2 separate regions of the Sus scrofa genome follow, and region 1 is linked to region 2. A link is a contact called in public HiChIP or PLAC-seq data. All regions are on one chromosome and are shown on one strand. The core of a region is the stretch at or near the end of the contact, and the rest is flanking DNA. Distances in the headings are between cores, read along the strand shown.

The links. HiChIP or PLAC-seq counts read pairs in DNA pulled down with a chosen protein or histone mark.
Region 1: a contact with region 2 is called in an H3K27ac HiChIP or PLAC-seq map of alveolar macrophages. The contact joins the enhancer-like site here to the promoter of AP1G2 in region 2. A contact is called at or near these places in 2 of 5 promoter capture datasets (fetal liver and fetal skeletal muscle), 22 of 47 Hi-C or Micro-C datasets (adipose tissue, alveolar macrophages, blood and 13 more) and 2 of 2 datasets of contacts at active chromatin or transcription factors (alveolar macrophages and skeletal muscle).

Annotation. Positions count from the first base shown.
Region 1 is chr7:75,610,452-75,615,676 of Sscrofa11.1, forward strand. No RefSeq gene overlaps it. Among named protein-coding and RNA genes, the nearest start is that of NGDN, 16 kb to the right of the region's middle. Within about 2 kb of position 2,545, at least 11 of the 83 cell types and tissues checked have an H3K27ac peak or open chromatin away from gene starts, as enhancers often do. A contact at or near this core is called in alveolar macrophages, where this site is marked.
Region 2 is chr7:75,530,112-75,535,150 of Sscrofa11.1, forward strand. It overlaps AP1G2 (AP-1 complex subunit gamma-like 2), which reads left to right and starts at 3,020. Exons shown (of 21, transcript XM_013978200.2): 1 at 3,020-3,195; 2 at 3,609-3,813; 3 at 4,483-4,624; 4 at 4,746-4,842; 5 at 5,015-5,039. The coding sequence starts at 4,541. It overlaps JPH4 (junctophilin-4), which reads left to right. Exons shown (of 6, transcript XM_001928670.6): 5 at 1-5; 6 at 1,219-2,872. The coding sequence ends at 1,302.

The DNA of each region.
Region 1 (5,225 bases), core at 1,295-3,794, 80 kb after region 2:
TTAATGATACTCTATGCTCTTGTAGAGTTAATATGCGAATGTTTGTGCAAGCTCATTACTGCAGTATGAGTAACAGTGGGGAATGCACCGAGGTAAATGGTGGTTTCGGGAAGAAATAAGATAGAACTTGCTCCTGGTGTATTTCAGACTGAAAACGTTAGGATACACTGAGGTAGCTGCCATCAGGGGACTCTGCTAACTCAATGGACTCCTCCCAGACTTCAGTTCTCTGGTGAGGGGCTAGACGAGGCGGGGAAGTCTAGAACTGAACTGAATATAGTTTCCTTTACTTTTCAGATGAGAAAAGCAATGCAAGCAAGCTGTCCCTCTTTTCTTCAGGTTGGATCACAGTAGTGACCTTGACAGAAGCCTCAGTGCCTAGCTTACCCTCGGCATTGACACCCCAATCTCCCTTCTTCTGCTCCATATGTATCTCCAGCTGTTATCCTGCCTCTCCAGCCCTTGGTCAAGGACAGAAGCCATGCTAGCCAATAGACAGTCGTCTTTTTGAAGTCCCAACTAGGAACCAGTGCCTTAAACCTCCCAGGGAAGCAATTATCTGATTTGAAGGGATGGCTCATCCCTAAAATGTTGACAAGACCACAGAGACCAAACTCAAAGTTCAGCCTGAATGCAATGAGGAAAGGGAACTGAGAATATGTCTTGAATTCTCCATCCTGGATTTTCTTGTTCTCCACGACACAGACACATTTAAGGATTAGTATCTGTCTTTCTAGAACAACTTTCAAAGTTCACCTGGCTTTGGGCAAACTTTAAGACTTTATCTTCCAAAGAGTTCCTTTGGTAGAGCACGTAAGGGGGAAGTTCTCCTTCATTTCTAACCCAAAGCACTCCTATTAAAATTGAGATTTATTTCTTAGAAGATGTTCAAGGCAGCAAATGAACATCCTCTATATCATTATTTCTCAGGTTATTCTTGCATGCTAATGTTTGAGACCCACAGCTCTACCTCTAACCTTCAGAGGCTTCAAGACACTTTCATTCCTCCACTGTTACTAATTCTAATTATTTTCCTTTTCAATAGGTTCCACTCACCATGATTTCCCTTCTCTGTTTCTTCACACCTCCCTCAGGTTTCTTTCCACTGTTCTTTCCTCTTCAGCCCTTCAGCCCCCTTCCCATCCCTCAGTCTCCTAACCTAAATGGACAGACGCCTGGCTTTACTACCTCCTACTTTTCTGACCTAGCATTCTTCCCTGTAGGAATGTTAATTAGCACGTGGGATTTAATTAATTCAGCAGCTAATTAAAAATGGGAGAGGAAGAGTGGGAGAGGAGGCGGGTAGGCGAAACAGAGCCCGCCTCAGTGCAGAAGGCACCGCAGATGGTTCTGGGTTGGTTGGCACCATGCCACCGCCCTCCCCCCCTCAACGGCACGCACGGCGACGGGGGAGGGGCAAAAGTGAGGGGCACAGCCTGGCAGAGCCTCTAGACAGACTCATTCAGTCCCGCTGCCGCTTTGTGCTGGGGAGAGACAGAAAGAGGGAGAAAACGAAGGAAAGAGTGGGAGAAACAAGGAGAGACCACGCTGGGGAAGAGCTAAGGAAGGGGGTGTCGGAGCCAAATAACAGGAAGAAGCAACGAGGAAAGAGCTTGTTCATCCCAAAAGAGAGTCAGCGTCTTGGGGTTCCCTGGCTCCTAAAGACCACTGAGGACAAGATGGGAAGACAGCCACTGACCCTCTGGAGAAAAAGGGATTGCCCACTCTGACAATCAGTGACCCATCTGCAGCCACTCCTCCCACACCACGCTGCTTCTTCAGCATGTGCAGGCGATGAGGAAGACAGCAATGGAAAATGAAAGATGGGGGGGTGGAGGGAGGGGGTGCAGATGGGCAACAGTGAGCAGGTGGAGACGGAGATTTAAAGGAAGAGGAATGAAGGGTACTCGTGGAGGGAAGGGAGAAGTGGGAGAAAGCAAAGGAGAAGAAATAAATATTGGAGAAGGAAGAGGAGGAAGTCAGGGGCAGAGCCATGCTTTGTTTGCCAAGAAGGATAAAGAGGGCTGGCTGGAGTGTCTGTGCAGAGGACTTTCACATTTGATTCCGCCTAGCCCAGGCCAGGCGGTTGGGGGGGGGGGAGTCGTCAGCACAGCAGGGAGGGGGCAAGAGCAGATCCCTCTGAGGGTCAACTGGGGGGCCAGAGGACTCGTCCTACAGATCTTCCAAAATTCTGGATACTTCTGCCAAACCAGGAATTTATCAAGAGCAATGGAGCAAAGCTTTCAAATGAACAGAAAAGGAGGCTAGGATGACAGGAAGCTGCAGAATCCAATTCCAGGAGCTCCAGCAGGGAGATGGGTGAGGAATGGGATTTTTAGCAGCACCCAGCTGGCTCTTTAAGAGTGTCACTTGACACTGAGGGAAATACATCCATTAGGGGATGGATTTGAGGATTTGAGGGATGAGAAAGAGAGGAAAGGCTGTGTTTCAGAAAGCGTCCTTTTGGTGGGAGGCATCTAGGAAGCTCTGGAGCTTAAAGCCTTGGGAGGGAATAAAAGGGTAAGAAGGAAGTCTGCCATCAGTGACAGATTACATAAGACTTGACTGAAAGAAAGTGAGAAGGAGGGTGTGAAGCCAGATGAAGCTTCTCTGGTGTTAACCGCCACAGAACTGAATGCAATGGCAGATAAGGGTCACTGTAGCTAAGAGACAGGGTTTTCCTGGCTGGGAATTCTGATTTGATCTCTTTACCACCTAGGGCTTCCTGCAAGAGCTAGCAGTGAGTGAATCGAAATTGGGAGAGAGGAAGTAGACACTCAAGGGCTTTTTATTCTCCAGAGGTCACCCAGGGGGCTAAACCCAAGGCTGGCAGATGAGACAAAGCACTGCTCAGAGTAAGTTGCTATAGGCTCAGTCAGAAATACATGAATGCTTTCTGAGCTTATTTTCTAGTCTAGGCTTTGATTAACAATAAAAATTACAGGAACATTTATTAATAGAGGCACAATGATGGCTTTACAGTAGAAATTCTCTAAGATTTAAGGTTATCAGCATTAGCAGGAGGAAGTGGGTGGTCCATAGAGCCTTTTGTTATTTCAGTGGTCCCAGACCCAAGAGTTAGCTGCAAATGAGCAGCAGTGCTTAGAGTCCCCTGTATCCACCACCATGTGCTATTCAGCCCTGAGATATTTTTAAGAGGGAGAAGGCTTAGTGGAAGGAGTATATGAGCAGTGAGGTCAAATTAAATCTGGGATGGAAAACTGAAGCCAGGACTTCGGAGACTCCCTATCTTAGCACCATTGAGGCGCCTCCACTAGGCAGGGCTGTGTAACCTGAGGGGGGTGCTGGCCCTTCCCAGGGAGCCGGGGACCCTCTCGGCCTGCACACCCCAGCTCTTTCACGGCTGAAGCCCTCCCTCAGCAGGCCTGTCCAGGCTGGCGTAGACATTAAACCTGACTGTGCTGCTGGCTTCAAGGCTGTCAGTGACTCTGGGGGTGAAATGGGAACACTAGTTTTCAAGAGGTAGTCAACAAAGTCAGACCTAGATGTCTGAGAGGATGCAGAATCTATGCCAGCTCTGCTAATGAATTATTTGTATGGTTTTAGACAAACCACTTCCCTCTACAGCATCTGAGTGGAAGGAAACAAAAATTTTAGCCAATCCAATTTTAGCCACAGTACCATAAGCACCTAAAGAAGAAACAGTTAAAACTTAATTTATGAGTCTGGCAGAAGGTACTAAAGCTGAAAACTGCAACAAATACTTATGAGCCATGCTTTTAGGAGAGGGATCTTAAAGATTTCATCATCTGTGTTACATGAGTCCACAACCCTAACTAGAGTCCCAAGAATAGAATTAGAGGTCTCTGAAAAGGGCGGCAGGAAAATCAGCTGAGGAAACAAGAGGCCACTGGCTCACCTGCCTCCACCAATATACACACCTTAGGAAGGAGGAGAGGCAGGCAGAAGACAGACAGGTTTCCTTAGGCACCTCCAAGGCTCAGATAACACACTGAAGGATGGGGCGTTTTGCACTGAGGCTCTTTCTAGGGCTCTGCCTCACAGGCAAACTCTGCCTGACTCCAGGAGTCAGCCTTGACTCACGCATGCTAGGGAAATGGGAGCTAGTCATTCTGAGACTGCCATTTAAGCTAAGAAAGGCCTCCTCCCAACAGAGAGCTAAGGAAAGAGGCCGCACTGTCCATCTCGTGGACAACTCCTAGGCCATACACAAGGCCAAGACTTAGCACTATTATCCAGGGAGTTACCAGGACACTATTAATCCATAACAATATCTCGGTAAGAAGGTAATTAGCCATCCTAGAAACTGGATAACTTTACAACCCACAAACACCGCTGAGTTAGCTGGGCGGCCATACTGGTCACACAATGAGTGGTCTGCAGACAAAGTTAAGAAGGCGGCGAAGCAAGACAAAGGGTAACATCTGATTAATCTGCACCATATTCTGGGAAGACTAAACAAATAAAGGGAGCTATGGCTGAGTGGGGCAAGCCTATAAACTTGGCTGAGATAAAGGAGAGACAGGGAATGACAGAAGGAGGAAGCAGGCACAAGGGAAAACTGAGGTCTTGCAGTAGGAACTGAGCTCAGCAGTGACCAGAAAGCCGGGGTGCCCATCAAGTAGGTGTCACGGCTGCCCTGATAAGGACCTTCTGAGGACTCAAAAGGTCAAAAACAGGGCATAGAATAGGTTTTAAAGCATGGTTTTCCTCCAGAGTCTACAAAATAGAGGATTAACAAAAGCATAGCTATCCTTAGCAATCTAAACCAAAGGTTTTTGAATGCAACTCTAATTATCTGAATTCTTATGACTCCCCATCTCCCACTTTCCTGGCACACGGAACCAAATTCTGTAGCTTCGAGTAATACAGTGTCCCTTGCCAGCTGAACTCCATCTGAATCCAGGCACTGAATAGACTTGGACAGCCAGGGATGCCTTTACTTTCTCTTCTCCATTCATTCTCCTCACAGAGCCTTGGCCTTCTCCTGACCTAGCCTTCAACACGGACCCCTCAGTTCCCCTGACCCTGTTCTCTTCTAATCCACTCTCACCCGAGGCCCCTTTTCATTAGAAGAGTCATCCGTAAGATGCCAAAGGCAGAAGAGATAAGGAAAAATAAAGGGAGTAAGGAAGAGTGTGGATTTTAGATAGGGGAGTGAGATGGAAATCCTACAGACAGACAGAGAGAAATGGAGAAAGCCATGGAGCTGGAGCAGGGGGGAGGGGAAGAAGATGGTACTG
Region 2 (5,039 bases), core at 1,770-4,269:
AGCGGGTGAGAGACCCACCCTCCCAACCTTGTGCCCTCAGTCTTTGCTCCTTGCTGGCCCCTCTTCTCCTCAAAGCCTGGCCTCTCGTCCTTTCCAGACCCCTCAGAGGGGCTTGATTCACACTCAGCTTCCTGTCTGCCTGCCTGGTTGGACTATATCCCACCTCCAAAAAAAAAGAAAAAAAATAGAGGAGAAGTTCCTGTCGTGGCTCAGTGGTTAACGAATCTGACTAGGAGCCATGAGGTTGCAGGTTCGATCCCTGGCCTCGCTCAGTGGGTTAAGGATCTGGCGTTGCCGTGAGCTGCGGTGTAGGTCACAGATGCGGCTCAGATCCAGCGTGGCCGTGGCTGTGGTGTAGGCCTGCGGCTACAGCTCTGATTAGACCCCTAGCCCGGGAACCTCCATATGCCACGGGTGCAGCCCTAGAAAAGACACACACACAAAAAAAAAAAAAAAAAAAAAAAAAAGAGAGAGAGAGAGAGAGAGAGAATTTGCAAGCTAGAAGGAAACTTAGAGACCTTTAACTCCCTCATTTGACACATGAGGGAACTGAGGCCCGGAGCGCTTAGAGTAACTCACCAAGGTTTCCAGCTAATAATTAACAGTAGAGTCAGAACATCTTTCCCTGTTCTCCTTTCGTATCATTTCCAGCTCTCAGTTTCCTACTCCACCCCCACCCCCACCTCCACACTTTCTCTCTTTGGTGCCCAGAAATAAAAAAGGAAAAGCTTGTTCCCTCCCTACCCTGACTCTCCCTCCCTCTCGGGGGAAGAAGGGAAATAGGAAAAAAGGCAGAAAACCGAGAGGGGTGGAGTTTCCCCAGAACCCTCCACTCTGATTGGACTCCCAGCCTTCTCCTGTTTCCTAGCAACCACCTCCTCACCCCTTCATCCCTCTCTGCTTCACTGCAGTAAAGGCGGCTGCTGCCAACGTCTGCTACTAAGGCCAGGCACCTTCTGCCTGGGCCACGTGCTGCTGGGAGGGGAGGGGAGGGGAGGGAGCGGGGGAAGGGCTGACTCGAGGGAGCCAGAGGGAAGGTGGGGCCCCGCCTGAAAGCAGAGGGGTGCTTTGCAATCCAAAAAAGCAAAGATTGGAGATTTCCCAGCTCTGGCCTTTGAGGAGAGGTGCCTGGGACCCCCTCTGCTTTGCCACCTCAGGAAGGTAGAGTCTGGACCTGGTCCTCAGGCACTGAGACTGCATTTCCCCTCATCTCTCTAGGGAGCTGCCAACCCGCTGGTGGTGGGAGCCGTGGCCCTCCTGGACCTCAGCCTGGCGTTCCTGTTCTCCCAGCTCCTTACCTGAGGCTCCTGCCTGGCCTACTTCTCTTCACTCCTCTGACCTGCCTTTTTCTCTTTCCTTCCTCCTGGTTGTTTTTGCTCCTTTCTTCCTCTCCTCCCTTCCCTTTCTTTTCTGTCCCCCTCTGGTTTTGTCTCTTGCTTTTTCTTTCTCCTTTCAGATTCTCTCATTTCTCCTGGCTCCGCCTCTGTCTTCCTCACTCCCCTCCCCACCCACCCCTTCTCTCTCTAGATTGTTTACATATGAAGGGCTTTTCTCGCTCAGAGTCGCTCTCTTCTCTGAGACACACAATTCTAAGTCAGACCATTGCCCCACTCCCTCCCCTGCCTTTTCTTTAGACCTGAACTTGGATGAGGGTGGGGGGTTGATGTCCTGAGGAGTCTCGTGGAAGCTGAGTGGAAAGGAAGAAGAAAATGGAGAAGGGGGATACTCTGTATTGGAGAAGACTGCATACCGGGCAAGGCCCTGGCCGAGCTGCTGTGACTCCCTGACCCAAGGGGCCTGGTGTCCCTCTGAGGCCTAGTGATCAAGCTGGAGGGGGGACAGCCTCCATCTCTGAACTTGGAGGATCCTATCTCATCCCCAAGCACTGAGCTGGGTTCTTGCCCGACTCTCTCCTTCCCTGAAGGAGAAAACGGGAACGAAAAGCAGAATGGCTCCCCAGCATCTTCTCGCTCTTTCTTTCCTCAACAGCCAGCCCCTCGTCCAACCCCCCTGGGAGCATGCCATGTGAAGAGCAATGTGTAAAGGAAAGAAAATGTCCAATGTGGCCATGCATCCCTACCCACTGACCTCTCCCACCTTTCTCTCTTCCCCTAAAAGTTAATTTGGTTAGTCTCACTTGTGGCCTTTGATTAAATTTCTAAGGGGCCTGGAGAAGACATTTCTACTGCAGAGGGTTAGAGGCACCTGAGCAAGGGCCCCACTCCCTCTGGCAGTAGTGGCCGGGGGGGAGCGGGGAGGCAGTTCTGGAGAACGATCCAGACAAGACAGTAGGAACTCACAGGGCAGCAGGAGCTGTTTAATAGCCTCTAAGTGGGTTCCATCCCTTCCCCACATCAGATCAGAATCTTGTGAACCGGGAAAACAGCAGAAGGAGGGGATCAAAGGAAACCAATCTCTCATACTTTGCAGGCATCGCAGAGGTGGGAGTCAAACCCGGGTGAGAGATGGGTGGAGAGCCCTGTTTGAGGTTGTGGCCGATCCCTGGTAGTAGCTTTTCCCCTGGGAGCAGGAAGCCCCAGGAAGAGGGGACTGCAGGGTCCCCAGGGGATCCTTTCTCCCTCCCCTGCATGAGGCAGAGGCAAGCTGCCTGCCAACCCCTCCCTCAAGGAATGGCCTTGCCTGGGAATGCCCACCACACACAACCTCCTCTTTTTTTCTAGTCAAACTCTGTTTACTCCTTGGCCTGCCTCCCTCCTTCCTCCCCTCTCAACCTTTACTTCTGATTTCTATTTCATGGAATTTGGGATTGAAATTAAACTACAACAGTGCCGCCAACATCAAGTCTTGCAGGAAAAAAAAATACAAAGAAATTTAACAAAAAAAATATATTAATAAAAAATTCAAAAAAAGGGGGGGGAATTGTCCTCTCCTTCGGGTGCGATGGCTGCAGACCCAAGCTCTCAGAGGCTCTCCAGGTGAAGGAGCCCTCCTTGGAGACCCCCAAGCCTGTTACACAGTCCCACCTCCCCTAAGTAGTTAACAACTTCCCTTAAGTTGCAAACAAGAAAAGCCTGAGGTCAGAGCAGTTCTGGCTGCTCAGCAGGACTGCCCAGGAGGGGCGGGGTCCCGCGATGGGGGCGGGGAGAAGGAAGGACCGGACCAGGCACCAACCCCCGGTGGGGCTTGCACCAGGAAGCGCTGGGGGGAGAGGAGCGGAGTTGAGACTGAAGCCAGGTGAGGCTGGTGTCAGGGTTGGCGTCCCGGTGTGGGGACGCCGAGGCCGCCTGAGACGTGAACGCAGATTGCCGCGAAAGAAACAGCGCTGGGCTTTAGAAAGGAGATGGCTGAGCTAGGGATGGGAAACCAGGTGGAGGCGGCGAGGGGTAGCGTGGGGGGCGGGGGGAAATGGGCGGGATTCCGGCGCATGCTCAGTAGAAATGGGCGCGGGGACGCATGCGTAGTGGAGGTCTCCCGCGGTGAGGAGGGGGCGGAATTTGGGAACCCACATGGGGGGAGAGCTCGGTTTTCGGGGAGCTGTGGGACCCGAACCCTCAGAATTTTGGTATAGGGGCAAACCTGGGCAGGAAGCCCGGATACTCCCTGCCAGAGGGTCAAAGCCCTCTCCGTTGCGGGCTCTGCACCCCCAGGATGGTGGTGTCCTCGCTGAAGCTTCAGGAGCTAATCCAGGAGATTCGTGAGGCCAAGACCCAGGCCCAGGAGCGGGAAGTGATCCAGAAGGAGTGCGCCCATATCCGGGCCTCCTTCCGCGATGGGGATCCTCTGCACAGGCACCGCCAGCTGGCCAAACTGCTCTACGTCCACATGTTAGGCTACCCCGCCCACTTTGGACAGGTATTGACCAGGGACGCCTCTCTTCCGAGTTTGATGAGAGAAGCTAGTGGGGCAGGGTCTCGGACCCTCTTACCTATTTGTGCCCCGATTTCTTTATTCTGCATGGTTGCTGAGCCCTCACAGCATACACCGCAGTCCTTCCCCATTACAGCCCCTCTTGGTCATTCCCTTCCTTCTCTGGCCAGCGCCATTCAGGGCACCTCTTACTCTGTTTCCCATTCTCCTGTTTCCTTGAAACTACCCGCTAATTGAATCTCCTAAACCTCTCTTCTTGTTGAAGGGAGGGTGGTGGGATACCTGCCTTCACAAGTTAATCTGGTGTTAAGGAGAAGGCTAGAGAAGGGACGTTAGTACCTCCAGTTTCATCCCTGCCCCTTCCTGGTCTACCCCCTTCCCTGTAGATGGAGTGCCTGAAACTGATCGCCTCCCCCAGGTTCACAGACAAGAGGGTGGGCTACCTGGGGGCCATGCTTCTACTGGATGAAAGGCAGGATGCCCACCTGCTAATTACCAACAGCATCAAGAAGTGAGAGGGTTCTGGGAAGTGCTTGGAATCAGGGAGATGGGAGAGTGGGAAACTGGGAAATCCCAAAGGGTTGCCTGCTGCAGGTACTGGGAAGGACTGGATTTCTCAGAGGCTTGCCTGACCGTCCTCCCAAAACTCTGCAGTGACCTGAGCCAGGGGATTCAGGCCATACAAGGCCTGGCCCTGTGCACTCTAAGCACCATGGGCTCTGCTGAGATGTGCCGGGACCTGGCCAATGAGGTGGAGAAATTGCTCCTGCAACCTAGCCCCTACGTGCGCAAGAAGGTGAGATGGCAGGTTCTAGGCACCTGCCCCTCCAGAAACTCACCCACCTGCCATGTGGTGGAGGTGGGGGATGGGTCCATCCTGGCAGACCCTCGCCCTGTCTGAGCCCCCACCTCTGCAGGCTGTTTTGACTGCAGTGCACATGATCCGGAAGGTCCCCGAGCTCTCCAATCTCTTCCTCCCACCCTGTGCCCAACTGCTTCGGGAACGCCACCATGGTAAGACTACGGGGATCCTTGTCCTCTGCCTCAGCTCTGGCTGAGGACAGAAGGAAAACACGGGCAGGAACACCAGCTTCTAGGAGAAGAGTAGCAGGTGCATACAAGCACACACGCACAGTAGGCCCCCCTGGGCCCCGGCCCACCGTTCACCTCCCCTACCCTGACCCAGGCATCCTGCTGGGCACCATCACGCT